Linked DNA regions of Gasterosteus aculeatus: region 1 is linked to region 2. A link is a contact called in public Hi-C data. All regions are on one chromosome and are shown on one strand. Each heading gives the region's core, a stretch centred on a gene start, on an enhancer-like site or on the middle of the called end of the contact. The rest is flanking DNA. Distances are from core to core; before and after follow the strand shown. Region 1 overlaps crtc3 (CREB regulated transcription coactivator 3). Region 2 overlaps serinc4 (serine incorporator 4).

Region 1 (5,825 bases), core at 2,433-4,932, 38 kb after region 2:
AGTCGCCCCCTGCTGGTCACTACAGAGAAGTAGAGTCATTTCCTCATAGACGTCTATGGGAGCAGAGGAGTCGCCCCCTGCTGGTCACTACAGAGAAGTAGAGTCATTTCCTCATAGACGTCTATGGGAGCAGAGGAGTCGCCCCCTGCTGGTCACTACAGAGAAGAGTCATTTCCTCATAGACGTCTATGGGAGCAGAGGAGTCGCCCCCTGCTGGTCACTACAGAGAAGAGTCATTTCCTCATAGACGTCTATGGGAGCAGAGGAGTCGCCCCCTGCTGGTCACTACAGAGAAGTAGAGTCATTTCCTCATAGACGTCTATGAGAGCAGAGGAGTCGCCCCCTGCTGGTCACTACAGAGAAGAGTCATTTCCTCATAGACGTCTATGGGAGCAGAGGAGTCGCCCCCTGCTGGTCACTACAGAGAAGAGTCATTTCCTCATAGACGTCTATGGGAGCAGAGGAGTCGCCCCCTGCTGGTCACTACAGAGAAGTAGAGTCATTTCCTCATAGACGTCTATGAGAGCAGAGGAGTCGCCCCCTGCTGGTCACTACAGAGAAGAGTCATTTCCTCATAGACGTCTATGGGAGCAGAGGAGTCGCCCCCTGCTGGTCACTACAGAGAAGAGTCATTTCCTCATAGACGTCTATGGGAGCAGAGGAGTCGCCCCCTGCTGGTCACTACAGAGAAGTAGAGTCATTTCCTCATAGACGTCTATGGGAGCAGAGGAGTCGCCCCCTGCTGGTCACTACAGAGAAGTAGAGTCATTTCCTCATAGACGTCTATGAGAGCAGAGGAGTCGCCCCCTGCTGGTCACTACAGAGAAGAGTCATTTCCTCATAGACGTCTATGGGAGCAGAGGAGTCATCTGTATGAAATATAATAATCACGTAGAGCAGCAAATTAATACTAAAACTGTCTTGAGGAGATTGATTGAATACATTTTATTTTGTTCACATTCAGAGTTCAGCCCCACTCCAAAAAAAACGAAGAAGAAGAAGATATAAGTTATGAGAACTCCGACTGTTTACACTCGCAACAAGGTGACGGCATCAACGTGGATCAGCGTCTTCAGGAGAGCCTGCAGGAACCTCCTGCTTCCATCTGGAGCTGCCCTCCGTCACCCGTGCACCACGTGGACGTACAGGTGGAGGCGGCGTCCCCGCGGTTCCGTACGCGGGGGCCGACCGAGCAGCTGTGTCAGAAGCGAGCGACCCGGAGGGCCGAGGGTTCTGCTTTAAATGCAGAAGACGGAACAAAAAGAACAGCTGGCGGCAGAGAGAGAATAACACACACACACACACACACACACACACACACACACACACACAGCAGCCTCCAGTAAATACCACCAACTACATTTACTGGACGGGAAGCAAACAGCGGCGTGCTGCTAAAACACGAGTCACATAACGCCGGCAAACACTTCTGTTCAGGATCCTTCTGGTTTCCTCCTCGGCCTTTGCCAATGATATCGTGTCAACACAATAGATTACAATTTACGTAATGTAACTCCCTCACTAAACACATCCAACGCGGCCAACTAGTCCTTTACCTTTGGTTCTATCTGTGAAGGCTTGTGCCTCACAAATGACCCCCCACAACCAACCAGTATATGAACTCCTCTTATGGTATTATTAATAATGCTTTTTCATGCCAGAAATGTACCCTACTTTCAAACATTCAATCAATTTAACGTGTGGCATAAACCCCGCCCCCCCCGTCTCTGCTGTGTGTCCCTGAAGGGACGCATACCGTTCTGTCTCAGACGGACGCAGACAGGAAGGTTCAGAGGTCACGAGAGATTTTACTCTTCTCAGCGTGCTGCACGCGGCTCATTGAGTCATTGCACAACTCATTAGCTTAGTAACTGTTTGTTGATGCAGTTAATCCTCAAAATGCACACACACACACACACACACACACACACACACACAGGGTTCTGACCACAAGAGGGCGCCAAAGGCCACTGAAAGAGCTTCAGCCAAGATGAAAACTTAAAATTAATGACACAGATGTGAAGAAAGTAGAAAATATGCTTAATCAAAAGTTTAGCAAAGCGTTCAAAGCGTTTGAGGATGTTAATGCTGAAGTTGTAGCTTTATTGGATGAAGATGAAGGTCAAGCAGATCAACATGTATTTGGTAGGATCAGCACCCGTAGGAGAAAACTGGTGGTCTGCAATGTGGAAAAAAGTAGGAAAGCAAAAACCGCGCCGCTGGAAATAATTTAGCAAATGAAGGCGAACAGTGTGACGTTAATGCCGAGGAGAAAGAAAGACGTCGCAGAACGAGTAACCGTGTGCTGTCTGCATTAAGGAAACAAGCACTTGAACTCGAAGAAGTGCAGATAAAGGTTAAATTGGAACAACTAAACATTGATACTATTGCGAAATCCAGTGCAAAGCTCAAGGTGCTTGAAGAGCACGACAAGGCTAAAAGGAAAGCGGTTTCTCCTCGACATCAGCGCTAAACCTCAAAGCTGCACTGCTAACCACATCTCAGTGGTGGAAATAGAAGAATTGCAAGTGAAGCAGAAAGAAGCTGTGAAGAGAAGAAGAGGCACCTTGTTACCAGCTCAGCAAAGATGGTGGATGAACACGACGCTGAGAAATGAAACATCAGAGTGAAAATAATCGTTGCAGCAGGTCGACACTCTGAAGAGAAAACTGAAGATTACAAGGCCTTCGTGAAAGGGATTATTGAGTCGGGACCAGGTTCAGTGTAGTCCTGATGCTCTGTGTGAACCGGGTTCAGTGTAGTCCTGATGCTCTGTGTGAACCGGGTTCAGTGTAGTCCTGATGCTCTGTGTGAACCGGGTTCAGTGTAGTCCTGATGCTCTGTGTGAACCGGGTTCAGTGTAGTCCTGATGCTCTGTGTGAACCGGGTTCAGTGCAGTCCTGATGCTCTGTGTGAACCGGGTCCAGTGTAGTCCTGATGCTCTGTGTGAACCGGGTTCAGTGTAGTCCTGATGCTCTGTGTGAACCGGGTTCAGTGTAGTCCTGATGCTCTGTGTGAACCGGGTTCAGTGTAGTCCTGATGCTCTGTGTGAACCGGGTTCAGTGTAGTCCTGATGCTCTGTGTGAACCGGGTTCAGTGTAGTCCTGATGCTCTGTGTGAACCGGGTCCAGTGTAGTCCTGATGCTCTGTGTGAACCGGGTTCAGTGTAGTCCTGATGCTCTGTGTGAACCGGGTTTAGTGAAAAAAATGAAAATGAATTCAGACTGAACAATAAAAGCAGTTTGCAGTCAGAGCTCATGAATTACTTTCAGGCAGCAGCTCGATTCAGTTCTACGTCAGGTTCCCACCAGCTGGATGGTGAGTGTACACACACACACACACACACACACACACACACACACACACAGGAATTTGAGGCTGGCATCCTGACCTGCCCAGACTCCCTGTGTGGACCAACTCCAGCTCTGACTGATGACTGTGATTATCTGTTCAGCTGCATCACTGTGTGTAAGTGTGTGTGTGTGTGTGTGTGTGCGTCCGTATGTATGTGTGCGTGCGTTGTTTTGGGAACTCACTCCCAGATTGCTTTCAGAGTTCGAGGGTTTGGCCGACGTACAGCAGCCCACACTGTCCATCTGCTGGACGATACCGTCCCCACACACAGTGTGTGTGTGTGTATACACATGTACATACACATACATACATGCGTGTGCCTTGAATCCGCAGGCAGGCACTAAAGTCTTTATTAAGTGAAGAATAAGCTTGATGTTTGGTTCTTTCCACCAGGGGGCGACTCCTCTGGTCCCATAGAAGTCTACTACCAACATGGATGCGTCTGTTCATCCAAGATGGAAACCACAAACCAACGAGTAACGGACCGGACTCCGTCACCCGGACTCCGTCACCCGGACTCCGTCACCCGGACTCCTGCCACTTCTCATGAACGATCAACTAAATTGATGTTGATGTTGTAACACAATTCCATTGCGATCCATGGAGGAAACAATAGACGTTACACTGCTGAAGCTCTGCAAGAAGAACAAAGAATCCTGTGGAGCACTTTGTCTCCATCACTTAACCCACTTTGATTCAGGATCTCACCAAATAAACATCACTGCTCAACATCTGACTCATTTCTGTGGTGTTAATTGGCCGTAGTTCTCCATCGAAGGGCTTTTCATTTTTGCAGTTTCTCCCCTTTGACTAGATTACCAACACTCAAACATTATGTTGGCTGAGGACAAAAGACATATTTTACATCAAGAGCTCAGGGGAAGAGATGTGTCCATTCACCTCTGACCCCTGTTCTCTTCTTCTGTGGAGATAAAGGACTACAAACTACTAAACAGGTGGAACGACTCCGAGAGCTGCAAGAAGAAGAATAAAGGGCAAAACTCCAGCACACTGCTGCCACCTGGTGGCCGGAAGGACCTTCACGCGACCTGACACGGTACAGGGTTTATTGTATATTAAATCAGAAAAGAGAAGCACTATAAACATACATTATACAAGAACATTTGTATATCTATATAAAATGACATTACACCAAAAAAAAAAAAAAAGAGTGCACAAAAAATATCTTTAAATAACAGAACTGTACATTCTTTAATATGCAACTAAAATAGTAACAAAATAAAGAGTGAGAGCAGGAGAGAGACGGACGGGCGGCTAGAAGCGAGTTAGAGATTCCACTTTATGATGCAGCTCACTGCGGGAATATGAAAAGTCACAAAATAATAAAGTAAGGCAGCAGAAGGCGAACGTTTACAGCAGGAAACAGAGAAAAGGGGAAATTAAACTGCAGTGTCTTTAAGAGCTAACCAGAGGGAAACAAAGCAAAACAGGTGAGACCGAATATAAACTTCATTTCATAGTCACGTATAAGTGCGTCCACACAGTGCAGCTTCAGCACTTTCGGGCCCAGAACAAAAAAGAAAAACAACAAGTGCCACCGTTGTTTGCAGGCAGTTTACAAAAAAGAAAAGAAAAAACAAGTTTCTTTAAAAAAAAATTAAAAAAAAGGTTTCGGTATAAACTTGCTCTTGTTGACTCTTCTTCCACCGTGGACACTGGACACGTGTAATATTGTGATTTAGGGCTAATTTGACTCCTCCCACATTGCGCAAATAAAAATTGCATGACCTGTTCAACAGGTTGCGCTTGATTAAAGAGTTGCATAGCTTTAAAAAAAAACATATTTAGAAAGTAACTGACTCAGTAGAAAGGGACACTAGAGGGCGCTCACCGCCACGTGTGGCTGAGTACTTACATAACCACTCATAGCGCTTTGCAAAAACACGTCAACGTCATAGGATCACGAGAGCCTACAAAACATACATTTCCTAACATCCAAACTAAACACTCGCTGCTGGTGTTTCTAACATGTGAGCAGTGACGAAACGTTCACTCACTTTCCTCAGTGATGGATTCTCTCGACTTCTTTGGGTTAGCAGGTAGAAAACAACATACATGTCGTTGAACCGATTAGTGCAAAAGAGGTTAAGTGCAATGTTACATGACGTCCAGTGTCCACATGTTCACAGCCGGGAAGGAGGGGAGGGGGGGGGGGCGAACCCACAGAAACAGAGCGTGCCCTTATTCACAACACAAGTACAATAAAAGCGCCATTACAAGCCGGTACAAAATGTAAAATAAAAAGATCAGCAATGACTGTACACATAAAAAAAAAGAAAAGAAGTTAGACTTTTGTTTTCGATGGATTTGAGGCGGTCGCAGTGCCGTCAAAATTCTGCCAGTGGACCGAGGAGACGGAGAGTATCCAACCAAATCAAGGAAAAATATAGCATTTATTTAAAATATCTTCGAATTTAATCTCTTTATTAGAAATTCAAAAATCTATATCC
Region 2 (5,725 bases), core at 1,121-3,620:
CGGCCAGTCCCCGCTCCGAGACTCATGGCCCCGACGCCCCCAGTCCCCGCTCAGAGACTCAGGCTCCCTCCCTCCCATCCCATGGTCCTCTCCCACCCTCCCGTTGGTGATTTGAGGGCCGTCTGGGATCCGGCCCTTGAGGGGGGGGCTATGGGGTGGGTTATGGGGGGGGCTGAGCCGCCGCCGACTGCGGAGGTGTTCCGTGTCCCCGAGCTGGAGCCGACTACGGAGGTGTTCCGTGTCCCCGAGCTGGAGCCGACTACGGAGGTGTTCCGTGTCCCCGAGCTGGAGCCGACTACGGAGGTGTTCCCTGTCCCCGAGCTGGAGCCGACTACGGAGGTGTTCCCTGTCCCCGAGCTGGAGCCGACAACCGCGGAGGTGTTCCGTGTCCCCGAGCCGACGGCGACAACCGCGGAGGTGTTCCGTGTCCCCGAGCCGACGGCGACAACCGCGGAGGTGTTCCGTGTCCCCGAGCCGACGGCGACAACCGCGGAGGTGTTCCGTGTCCCCGAGCCGACGGCGACAACCGCGGAGGTGTTCAGTGTCCCCGAGCTGCCGCCGCCGACCCCGGAGGTTTCCCGTGTCCCCGAGCCTGCCATTCTAGAGACGTTCTGTGCCCTGCAGTCGCCGCTCCGGAGCCGGCTTGGTGACCGCCCGCCGGGCCGACCCCCAGAGGCTCCCCGCTCGTCTGGCCACCCGTAGGGCCGCCCGCCAGAGTTTCCCGGGTGGTCCGACCAACGTCTCTGGTTTCCCTGCCCCCCCACCCCTTGTTTTGCTCTAGTGTGAGCCGCCTGGAAGTCGGTCCTTGAGGGGGGGTACTGTCACGGTGTGGTTTCACTTCCTGTTGTATTTTGTAGTTTTCTGCCACTCGTGTCCCCGGGTAACTTCACTTCCTGCCTTGTCCCGTCATCCCCTGTGATCGTCTAATAGTTTCCACCTGTGTCCAATCACCTGCACCTCCCTTGTGTATTTAAGCCATGTGTCTCCTGTGTCACTTGTCGCGTCATTGTCTTTAGCCACGCATGTCCTGTCTTTGTCTTGGATGCCCATAGTTTCTCGTCTGTGTGCTTTTGCTCCCGGTTCCTGTGTTTTTTGACCATTGACTATTAAAGTCCTTTGTGTTCCTGTTTGAACTCTGCGTTTGAGTCCTGCCTTCCACCAGCACCCCTGACAAAAGCTTTCTGATACGAACAAACTAAAAGATCTGAACTAGTTCTCCTTCATCGCAACACTGGAGGGAACATGTTGAGGAAGAACAGGACCATAGAAGACCAGCGTCTCATTAGTCAGCATCCCAGTGGAATCACAACAGATGATTACAGTGAAGGAATAACACGTATATTCAAAGGTGTCGTCCCTGAGGAATGCAGCTTAAAATGTTTCACAAGAGAAACGAATAACAAGTGTGATTTAAAAACGCTGGACACAAGAAGCAAAATGAATCTAACGGATAATACTTCATAATACTTGATGAAACTGATCGGTGCGTATTGTGCATGATATCGGCCTCCTGTATTTGTTTGTGTCATATCAGATATGCTGCTGCTGTGGACCGGCCCCCTGCTCGCTCTGCTGTGCCTTCTGTCCTCCGGTCAAGTCGTCCACCAGCACGCGGGTCATGTACACGCTGTTCCACATCCTCAGCTGCGCCGTGTCCTGCCTCATGCTGTCCCGCACCGTCTCCGAGCTCGTCCGGGAAAACGTGAGCCTCCAGCGTCGGCCCCCCTGAGCTCTGTTAGCATTGTGTACGCAAACGTGTGAGAGGACCCGGAGGTCACCGCGGGGTCAATTACGTGTAAACATAATTGATGTTGTAATATAAAGAAAGACATACTTGGAACAACTGGATTTATTCCAGTCAAAAACGTCTTTTTGCCAGATTGAATTTGTTCCGATTCTCTATGTTACTGAGCAGAGCTTGAACGCACCATTCATGTCAACAACCCCCCCCCCGTCGAGTTAGTTGTTCTAAATGTGTTACGTTTGTTTGTGTGTGTGTGTGTGTGTGTGTGTGTGTGTGCGTGTGCGTGTGCGTGGCGTTAACGTCAGAGCGCCAACGTAAAACTTTGGCGGGATCATTTGGCGGGAAAAGCTCCTCAAAGAGACCGGCGCTTACGCGAGTGTGAATGAAGGCGCGCGACGTCTCCTCTGAGCGCGCGAGATGTTCACGGGACGCGTTAAACGTCGGCGTGCGCGCGTGTGTTCCAGGTGCCTTTCTTCAACATGGTGTGCGACCAGGCGCACGGCGGAGGCCACTGCGAGATGCTGGTGGGCTACTCGGCGGTTTACAGAGTCTGCTTCGGCACTTCCTGCTTCTACCTGATGATGGCCATCTTCCTGGTGGACGTGAAGTCCAGTCAGGACTACAGAGCGCTGATACACAACGGGTCAGTCTATATACATATATACACATATATACAATATACATACATGTATATTCAGTGCATGTTTGTCTCACGACGTCTCTGAGCCAATGAGAAGAGGAGGAGGTGTGTCTATAATCTTTAGCGTATTTCTTCTTTTGTAAACGTGGGAATTGTAGATTATTACAAAGACATCAAGCACAAGAAGAGTTGTTGTGTGTTGGATTCACTAACATTCATTAATACAACCGATTGTAGTTTCCCATGAACGCAGCATCACGGCGTGAAAACCCAATAAATAGAACAAATTCCAACCAGACATCATAAAAGCATCAGCAAGCGACCACTAAAGAAACACTGCCCCCCCCCCCCCCGCCCACTTTAAAGCTCTGTCACACTTTCCATTGCAGTCGATTAGAGCGCTGACGGGTCTCAGATTAGGATTTGACAGCCTGGATTGTTGGATTTAAATCGGCGCCTTAGGAGGAGGACGTGTTCACACTTCTCCCTGCAAATAACAGATTATTTCAAAGAAAACTCCTTAAAATATTATTGTGAAAATGACGACCATGTTTAATTCCCCCCCGGGGGGCCACACACACACACACACACAGCTGGACGGTCAGGAGGACGTTTGGCGGTCGAGATGCTCAACAGAGAACAGACGCGTCATTCGTCGCGTCATTCGTCTCGTCATTCGTCTCGTCAGAGGTCTTTTCCAAACTCCGGCAGCAGTCAGGAGGCGAGAGGAGCTGATGCCGATTCGGCTCTTTGCCTTGTAGTCGCTTGTTCAGGGTGTGGAGACGATCAGTGAGATGAAGATCTGCCACCATGAAGGGTCGGTGATCTCATGGAGACGTCCAACCTTTTCTTTCAAAAATGTGTCCCTGATCTCAGGGAATAAAGCCTGTGGAAAAGCCCTCGTGCCCGAATTAAGTTTTCACAACTTTGTTCAACTACGAAGTGCAAAACAGTGCAAATAGTCCTTTATATTTTCAGACTTAATCACAAAATCATTTGCATTAAATGGACCAAGAGGAGTGGAGCAGAGCGTTCATGATACGTTTAAAAGACAAAAAGACAGAGCGTCTCTTTGGATTGAATCCGTCTGACCTTGTGTCCCCACCTTGTGTCCTTGTGTTGTCTTTGGACCTCCAGCTTCTGGTTCCTGAAGTTCATCACCCTGCTGGTGACCTGCGGCGCCGCCTTCTTCATCCCGACAGAGTCCTTCCTGCACGGTGAGAAGCAGAGACACCGGAGACACGGGTCCCCCCTGAGGGAACCACCCGTTTGTCTGGTGGGACGGCGGGACGGTCGGAGGGGACGAGGATGGTGCAGGTCCCCCGAGTCCCACCGGGGGGCAGCAGAGACCCACCGCTGCGCCGTCGTGCATTATGGGACCTTATTATTATGGGAAATCTCTGCATCTTGAGTTCACCGTGTTTGAGACGTTGATTTATGACCCCCGTCTTTCTGTCTTTGTGTCTGTCTCTGTCTCCGTTCAGCCTGGCACTACGTTGGGGTGGTGGGAGGATTTGCCTTCATCCTCATCCAACTCATCCTCATCACAGCTTTTGCGCACACCTGGAACAAGAACTGGTGAGTGGAGGCTGATATCAGTGTATTCAAGTACATAAACAGATTTTTTTAAAATATTTTATAAAATTTTATAATATTTTTTGCAATTTTATAAAGTGTGAGAAACAAACCAGTGACAAACAAAATACAAGAATGTCCACAAACCGTTGTTTCCAGGTTTAGTTTATGGTTCCTACTAATGAACATTATAAATATTTGTGTGTAAGAAATAAGACACTAAATAAATCAGGCTTAATACCAATAATAATAATAACTGTAACATTATGAAACAGGAATAGATGTGTTTTTAGTTTTATATGAAGAAATCTAGAATTAGCACCATAAGGAAATGGCTTTTGACGTAAATGTGTAACCACCCCGTCCTCCGTCCCCCTCCGTCCCCCTCTGTCCCCCGTCCCTCGTCCCCCCGCGTGGCTCTCAGGCTGACCGGAGCGGCAGAGAACAAGCGTTGGTACCTGGCGGTGATGTGCGCCACCCTCTTGTTCTACACCATCGCCACCATGGCCTTCACCTTCATGTACAAGTACTACACGCACCCCGTCGCCTGCCACTTCAACAAGGTGCTGCTGTGGATCAACCTGGCGCTCTGCGGCCTCATGTCCTTCATCGCCGTCACGCCCTGCGTCCGGCAGAGTGAGTCCTGAGAACCGTGAGAGACACCAGGTTCTCCCCCACCGAGAGGTTTGTAACCCGGTCTCTCCCTCTGCAGAGCAGCCTCGGTCGGGCCTCCTTCAGGCCTCCATCATCAGCTGCTACGTCATGTACCTGACCTTCTCCGCGCTGTCCAGCCGCCCCCCGGAGAAAGGTACACCTTCACTGCTGGTTCTTCTCTACTTAAATCTGCAGGAATCGCTGGTCCTAAAACGTGGGTTGTATGAAGGTGAAAGGTCAAAAAGGACCTTCACGAGGAGGAGATGAGGGGGACGGGTAGGACGAATGTTACGTGTATTTAAGACACAGATTTCAGCCTTTGAAGTGTGTCAAATGTTTATCACATGGAACTAAATTAAATATGGTCCATACAATTGTTTTATCATTTTACTACCGAACTAATTAGACCAAAGGTGACCTGTCATCCCTGAAATATAATATACTCCATAATCCGTCCATCTGCAAACCGCTTATCACACAAGGTCGCTGGAGTCAATCCCCGCTAGAGGCGGGTGAGAGACGGGGACAAGCGCCAGCCAAACACAGAAACATACAACATCCACACGCCATCCACACGCCATCCACACGCCGTCCACACGCCGTCCACACGCCGTCCACACGCCATCCACACGCCGTCCACACGCCGTCCACACGCCATCCACACGCCATTTACACCCACATCCACACGCCATTCACACCCACATCCACACGCCGTCCACACGCCGTCCACACGCCGTCCACACGCCGTCCACACGCCATCCACATGCCATCCACACGCCATTCACACCCACATCCACACGCCGTCCACACGCCATCCACGCGCCGTCCACACGCCGTCCACACGCCATCCACACGCCATCCACACGCCGTCCACACGCCATCCACACGCCGTCCACACGCCATCCACACGCCGTCCACACGCCGTCCACACGCCATCCACACGCCATTCACACCCACATCCACACGCCGTCCACACGCCGTCCACACGCCATCCACACGCCATCCACACGCCATTCACACGCCGTCCACACGCCGTCCACACGCCATCCACATGCCATCCACACGCCATTCACACCCACATCCACACGCCATTCACACCCACATCCACACGC

What was found. Hi-C and Micro-C count contacts between places; a contact is called where the count stands out from the background.
Region 1: a Hi-C map of skeletal muscle shows a contact between it and region 2, with 3 times the contacts expected there. The contact joins two enhancer-like sites. A contact is called at or near these places in 3 of 6 Hi-C or Micro-C datasets (skeletal muscle and whole body).

Annotation. Positions count from the first base shown.
Region 1 is chr12:23,763,904-23,769,728 of fGasAcu3.hap1.1, forward strand. It overlaps crtc3 (CREB regulated transcription coactivator 3), which reads right to left. Exons shown (of 14, transcript XM_078085928.1): 14 at 4,405-5,825. It overlaps LOC120830695 (a long non-coding RNA gene), which reads left to right. Exons shown (of 2, transcript XR_005713934.2): 2 at 3,748-4,083. Among protein-coding and RNA genes, the nearest start is that of adamtsl5, 6.0 kb to the left of the region's middle. Within about 2 kb of position 3,683, at least 6 of the 9 cell types and tissues checked have open chromatin away from gene starts, as enhancers often do.
Region 2 is chr12:23,727,716-23,733,440 of fGasAcu3.hap1.1, forward strand. serinc4 (serine incorporator 4) reads left to right here. Exons shown (of 11, transcript XM_040164156.2): 2 at 1,535-1,702; 3 at 2,209-2,387; 4 at 3,522-3,601; 5 at 3,869-3,962; 6 at 4,384-4,595; 7 at 4,672-4,767. Among protein-coding and RNA genes, the nearest start is that of serinc4, 12 kb to the left of the region's middle. Within about 2 kb of position 2,371, at least 1 of the 9 cell types and tissues checked has open chromatin away from gene starts, as enhancers often do.